2 separate regions of the Sus scrofa genome follow, and region 1 is linked to region 2. The links are chromatin contacts, called in public HiChIP or PLAC-seq maps. All regions are on one chromosome and are shown on one strand. The core of a region is the stretch at or near the end of the contact, and the rest is flanking DNA. Distances in the headings are between cores, read along the strand shown.

What was found. HiChIP or PLAC-seq counts read pairs in DNA pulled down with a chosen protein or histone mark.
Region 1: an H3K27ac HiChIP or PLAC-seq map of alveolar macrophages shows a contact between it and region 2. The contact joins the promoter of ACADVL here to the promoter of PFN1 in region 2. A contact is called at or near these places in 1 of 5 promoter capture datasets (fetal liver) and 1 of 2 datasets of contacts at active chromatin or transcription factors (alveolar macrophages).

Annotation. Positions count from the first base shown.
Region 1 is chr12:52,571,706-52,574,946 of Sscrofa11.1, forward strand. It overlaps ACADVL (very long-chain specific acyl-CoA dehydrogenase, mitochondrial), which reads left to right and starts at 1,816. Exons shown (of 20, transcript XM_021067809.1): 1 at 1,816-1,876. DLG4 (disks large homolog 4) reads right to left here and starts at 2,316. Exons shown (of 20, transcript XM_003481294.4): 1 at 1,821-2,316. The coding sequence starts at 1,850.
Region 2 is chr12:51,961,122-51,964,390 of Sscrofa11.1, forward strand. It overlaps PFN1 (profilin 1), which reads left to right and starts at 1,521. Exons shown (of 3, transcript NM_001244416.1): 1 at 1,521-1,852. The coding sequence starts at 1,721.

The sequences.
Region 1 (3,241 bases), core at 566-3,065, 610 kb after region 2:
GGGAATGCTCAACCCTGGGCTCCATCGAAGAAGCAGGGTTCTTGAAGGAAGACGAATAACCCCCCCACCCCCCGTCCCAGAATAGCTGCCAGTGCAGGCAAGCCCCTCACCCTCGCTGGCATATGTGTGTTCACGTGTTGGAAGCAGAGCCCACACATTCCAACTGGCTTTCCGTATACACCTGCACATAAGGGACTAGAGCCAGGGAGCCTAAGGCTAAGGGGCAGGCTACGGGCAGGAGACCACCGGGGAAACTGAGGATCAGACAGACATTAAAGGAGAGCAGCCCAGAGAAACTGAGGCACAAAAATCCACGGAAACTACAGGGGATGAGAGGAAGCAGCAGCATGGGAGAAAGCCCAAAGCCCGCAGAACAGGGGATAAGCAAGTAGCTCTGGAGAGGGGGTCGGGGCTGGGACCTAAAGGTCCTCCGCTCCCAGTCGCCTCTGTCCAAGCTCACACATGAGCGAGGCATGTATAGACGCATGTGTACACACATGTGTGAGTTTGTGGCAGGGAACATGTGTGTCCTCAGCTCCCTCCCCTGAGAATCTGCAGTTCCCACTAAATATAACCCCCTCCCCAGCCTGTGACTCACCCAGACCCCGCCTCCCCGGCCCCCACTTCCTGTCCCACCCCCCAACCCCCAGCTGCCTGCCACCCGCCCAAGCCTCCCTCCACACACCAGGCATCCAGCCTCCCAGTCCCAGAGTCCTAGAGCCAAGACCAGGGTATTCTGCATCCCACCAGGAGCTTGCTAGCTCTGCCAGCCAGGATCTCTGGCACTCCAACCACAGGGATAGCCTTGTACGGATCTTCCCGGCTGCCAGCCCGGCCCTCCTCTGACTCCTTCTCACCCCAGTAACCTTAAATCCAGGTGTCCTCCCCCACCTTTATCCCAAGGGTCAGGGGTAACAGGAACATCCCCTCCACCTGCTCTTCTCCCTCTTTCTCAACCAGGGGTAGATATTGTGTGGGAGGAGATGGGGGTGATGGGCATCTGCCTGGGCCACCCCCAAATTCTGCACCATGCACCTGGTCCCCCTCCTCAAATCCCCTCTCTCCCCAAACCTCTCCTCCTCCTCCTCCTCAGGAGCTGCCAGCCTCAGCTGCTGCAACCTTCCACCACCCAAGGGAGCACCCCCAATCCTAACCTCACCTGGTCCCTTCCCTCAGGTGATCCTATGTCAGGCCCTAGCTCGCTGACAACTCCCAACTATCCCCATTCCGTAAGCTGGAACCCTAAATTAACTGCTCCCCCAAAATGAGAGCACCCCCAAATGTATCTACCACGAGACGCTTCTTCTATAACCTGAAGGCCTTCCCCTTCCGTGCCAGCTGACACCCCCAGACCAGTCAGGCCCTCACAACCAGTAACCTCCTACCCCCAAGCCAGGAGCCCCCCTGAAATTGGACAAGACACCTGCAGACCAGTTTGTCTCCCAGGGGAGAAGGGGACCCCCCACGCAGAGCCCCTCTTCTAACACACACCGGGCAGGACTCCCATGTGAGCCAGGCTTCTCCTTAAATAAGTCTCCCTCAAACATCACTGGTGAAGCTCAGAATCCACCAGCCCCCAAGTCACAGAATACCCCCTATTTTCCATTTCTCCCCAGGTACAAAGGGATCACTCCAGGGGGCACCTGTGGCCAAACCCAGCATTTTCTCAGCCGTGAACCCCCAAACTAAATTATGACCCCCAAATCCATCTTCGGATGCTCTCACGCCAGGGCCCCCGGGCGGCAGATTAGGCCTGACAAACCCCTCCCCACAAACTCTCACCCTCCCCCCAGGTGACTGGCCCCCCCATCACGGCTTACCTTGGTTGTCACTATACAGAGACAGTCCATGTTGGGGGGCCTGGCCGCGGCGGCGGGTAAGGGGCTCTGACTTCATCGGAGTTTCGTTCCTCCCCTCCCTGGGTTCTCACCCCTCCCCCCTCCGCACCCCACTTTTGCAGGGGGGGCCAGGATGGGGGGAGGGGTGAGAGGGGAAAGAGGGGGTTGGAGAAGGGGAGGGGAGGGGAGCGTGGGAGGGAGGGGAAGGGGGCCCTAAAAGGGGGTCCCCAGTGGAGGGGAGGGGGCTTGGGGAGCACACCCCGATTCTCAGGAGGGGCGGGGGCACCGGGGGCTGGCAGCCCCGGAGTTCGGGGGCTGGGGCATGAGCTGAGGTGGGGGAGGGGAGCTGGATTTCGGGGAGCCCCGGGGTAAGGGGGGGTCTTGCCTAACGGCCAGGGGCTCGGGGCCGTGGCGGGGGAGTGGGGTGGGGGGGTCGGAGGCGGCAGCGGCCGAGGGAGCCGTGGAGCCGAGGAGGGAAGGGGAGAGAGGAGGAGAGAGGAAGCAGGGGGAGGGAGGGAGCGATCGAGGAGCAGAATGGGGGGTGCCTTGGCAGGCTTAACTCCTTCCGCGCTGGCAGGAACCCGGATAATGGGAAAGGAGATGGAGGCAGGAGCGGAGAGGCCCTGAGGCCAACATGGAGGCCTGGCCAGAGCCACCAGCGCTGACAGCAGAGCCAGGGAGGAGGAAGCAGCCCGAGATGGGCTGGGAGCCGCCAGGGTGGCGGGGCCGCTGGAGAGAGGCTGTGCTCGGGGCAGGCAGGGAGGGAGGGCCAGGCACGAGGGAGTCCCTGGGGGCCTCAGCTCCCTCAGACGCACAGGAGGAAGCCTCAAGAGTGACTGAGTCCTGGACCCTTTGGGGCCTGCAGCTGGGGCAGGTGAAGAGGGGGCTGCAGGGGCGCCTGACTCCGGCCGTGGTCCCAGGGCCCCCAAGTCTCAGGGTAATAGTAGCAGTGCTTTGCGCACCCCTCCAGCCCTGCCTGCTCCCTCGGGAAGTCGGGCCCCCACCCTCACCCCCTTACCTGGCTCTCTGAGATGGAAGCCTCATAATAGTCCAGGATGTCTGTCACAGGAACAGAACCACCGAGTTACCTCGCCCACCCCCTGCCTCTCTGGCCGCCCCTGCCATCACCTCACCTCCGTCTGCCCGCTAAGGGAGGAACCCCTCCAGCCCGGGCTGGTGGACGCTGATGGAGGACCCCTGCCTGGGGCTCCTGCAGCTACCAAAAGATCTCCAGACTCCCAAGCAGCCCCCAGGCCAGCCCTTTCCACGGCTGCCCCTCGGAAAATCGGGGCTACTCACCCAGCAAGGCCTGGAAGAGGTCACTGTGCAGCACCGTGAGGAGAGGGGGTGCCCATCGCAATAGTGGGGGGGCCAGGAGCCAGAGGGCTGACCTGGGAGCTGGT
Region 2 (3,269 bases), core at 271-2,770:
CCGGCCCTTTCCCGAGCTCTCCTCCCCACCCCGCCTGCCCTGCGGGGTCGGTCTCCCAGCCCCCACCCCAGGATCCCTACTCCCGTCTTCCATCTCACCCCCCCCTTATCTCTGGCCGCTCCCTCTCGGGAGATTTCCACCCTGGGGTAGGGGGTGCGGCAGGCCAGAGGTCAGGAGACGGCGGGCGGGGAGCGCCGCCACGTGCCCGCGTGCGGCCCCGCCCGGGCCGGCCAGTGACTCAGCCACGGCGGCTGTCGAGGAACCAGGCTCGGGGGGCGGCGGGTGCCTTTAGGGTTCGCAGCGGCCTCGGGAGCACCGCACCCCTCTGGGGGGGACGGGGAAGGTACGAAGCCCCTTCACGCCCGGGAGGCGCCCCTCCCCCGAGGGACCGGAAGCGGCCAAGCCCCTCAGCGGACCCGGCGGCCAGCCGGGGCTGGTTCACCTAAGCCGGGTCCTAACCCCACCCGCTTCCCAGCGGGCGGCGAACGAACTCTTCGCACACAATTTCTTAGCATAAGTTTTACTGAAAAAAGAAGAGGAAAAAGGCCCAGGGGGCCAGGGTAGAAGGGACTTTCCTCTTCTTGAAAAAGTTGCATGTTGAAACCCTAGTATTCTTCCGCCTTGAAAAATAGGCCCGCCCGCCGCGCCCCGCGGGCGCCGAGGCTCAGTGACCTCTGCAGAGACAGGGTAAGGGGGACGGACGGCGACCCAAACTGCTGACCGGGGCACAGTCATGGAGTGAGGCCTAAGGCTGGAGCTGATCCAGCGCGAGGGATAATCCCCGTGGAGTCGGGTGGGCTCCAGCGAGTGCAACTTATGCCGCCGTGCAGATGCTGAGGACAGAAGTGTCCCCGGTGGGCGCCTTCAACTTGGAAAATGGTCGGGGTATTTTGTCAAATTTCCCTTTACTGCCTTTATTTCTTGAATAAATAAAATCAAGAGTGCAGAAGCGGTAACGTGCGCGCCTCACCCCCGCCCCTTCCGCCCAGCAGCAGACACGTCCCCGGCCCGCCTTCCTTCGCTGGGGGTCCAATTCGGCCCGGCCCGGCGCGCCCCGGCGCGCGCCCGCGAAGCCGGCGGCCGGCCCTAACCGCCCCACGCGCTCTCGCTCTCTGCCCCGGCGCAGGCGCGGGCGCACGCGCTGCCGCCGCCTGCCGTTCCTCCCCCCGCAACCCCACAGCAGAGGTGGGGGAAGGGGGAGTCGTTCCGTTTAACCCTGAGTTCCCCGAACCCTCTTAATCTGCTAAATTTGCAGCTCGCTAGTTCTTTCTCCGTTCACTTTCCTTCCTCCCTCTGGCTCACTCTCTTTCCCTACACCAAAGTCTAATATTCTATGCAAATTGGCGCGAGCCCCAACTCTAACCCCCCCGCCTCCCATCCTTTCAGCGTCGGTTCCCATCGAACTCGGCAAATTTTGCAATAGGGGGAGGGATTTTTTAAATTGCATTTGCAAAGTTCGGTATCTGGGCAGGCGAGAAGGAGGAGGGAGGGGATGAGGAGTAGGCCCCGCCCCCACCGCCCTTTGCAAATAAAAATCTAGGGGGGTGGGGAGGAGCAGGAAGTGGCGGTGCGAGGGCTGCTGCACAGCTAGCAGAGCCGCGGTCCGGACGGCAGCGCGTGCCCCAAGCTCTCTGCCTTCCCCCGCCCGCCAGTCCGAGGCAGCCCGAGCCCAACCCGCGGCCCCAGCAGTAGCCCCGAGAGCAGCCCCAGTAGCAGCGCCATGGCCGGGTGGAACGCCTACATCGACAACCTCATGGCGGACGGGACCTGTCAGGACGCGGCCATCGTGGGCTATAAGGACTCGCCCTCCGTCTGGGCCGCCGTCCCCGGGAAAACCTTCGTCAACATCACGGTACTGCGAGGCCTGCGGGGTCTGGGGAACTGGCCGGGCTTGGACCCTGAGGGAGGGACTTGGGTGGGGGCGGGCACGCTCTGGAGAGCGCAGCGAAAAGCCGTGGTCGCTCCTGGCCCTGGAAGTGGCGCGAATGGTGGCTGCACGTGAGCCGGTCCGTCCCGGGGCCCCCCGAGTCGTACGTCCCGGGCGGCGGCGCCCGGCCAGCCCGCCGGCCCCGCTCTCCGAGACGGGGCGTTACATCCGGGGCACAGGGCGGGGAGGGGCGCGCCGCCCGGTGCGGCGGCCCACTTCCGTCTCCTCCAGGGCGGGGCGGGCACACGCTGCAGTTTCAACCCGGGATTGTGATTGAGAAGGGACTCGGGGACCCCTGGACCCTGAGCTCCACTTCCGCCCGCCTGCTCGCGCCCCCTCCACCATTGTTCCTCCTTATGCGGTGGGAGCCCGGCTCGCGTGGCCAAGGTCCCATGCCCGTCCTCTGCGCTCCCTGCCCCTCCCAGCTCCGTTAGAGAGGGCTAGGCCGCCTCACGCCCTCCGCCCCCCCGCAGTCGGCACGTTAGACTCAACATTCCTGTGAGACCGATCCCGGAAGTCCCCTCGCCCTCCCTTCCCGCCATCCGGCGGGGCCTGGAGCAGGGGAACTTTGTGAGAAGTTCTAGGACTGAATTATCAGTGAAGGAGTAAGGGATGACTTCTGCTGTCCCCTCACCACCTCCCCAGTCCACACTGCCCGGAAGTGGGGAGGGGGAGCGGAAGTTCGAAAGGGGGGGAAGGGGATTTCCGGGCGGGAGGGGACCGGATGTGGGGATTTGGGGTGTAAGGGGGAGGGGAGAGAGTTTCCCTGGGGTATCAAGACCCGAGAGCTGGCTTGCTGGGTCTAGCCCCAGGCCCCCTCCAAAAGTTTTTCAACTTTCCCGGAATGCCCCCAGACATCTTGCTTCCTCCTCTTAGAGCACAGATACCTGGACCTGAACTCAAGGTTACTTAGAGACCCAGGCGTCCGGGCCCCTAACAACTCCTGTAGAACCTTTGACCAAATAAGGGCAAAGTTGCTTCTCCTGCTTCGCCCGCCCCCTCCCTTCCCCTCTTCGCTTCTGCTTTTCCTGAAGGAGACTTCTGAGCATCCAAAGGCTCTCCAGTCCATTCCACTCCACTCTCCTCACTCCTTTTTGGCCCCCTTTATTTCCTGGGTTTGCTTTCCCAAGAAATGACATCTAAGTCTCCAGGGGAATATGTCGTCCCTTTCTGTTACCATTCTCCTAAGTTTGAGGATCATGATCTTTTTGTGCACGAACTTCCGACAGTCCTGAGTTGCTCAAATTTCACTGGTGTGTACAAAGCACATAACATACACCCCTCCCAGGGGGGTTAGCTTCCTGAAGAAATGGAAGGCAGGTGGGTCCTTGGAGAAGGTGGG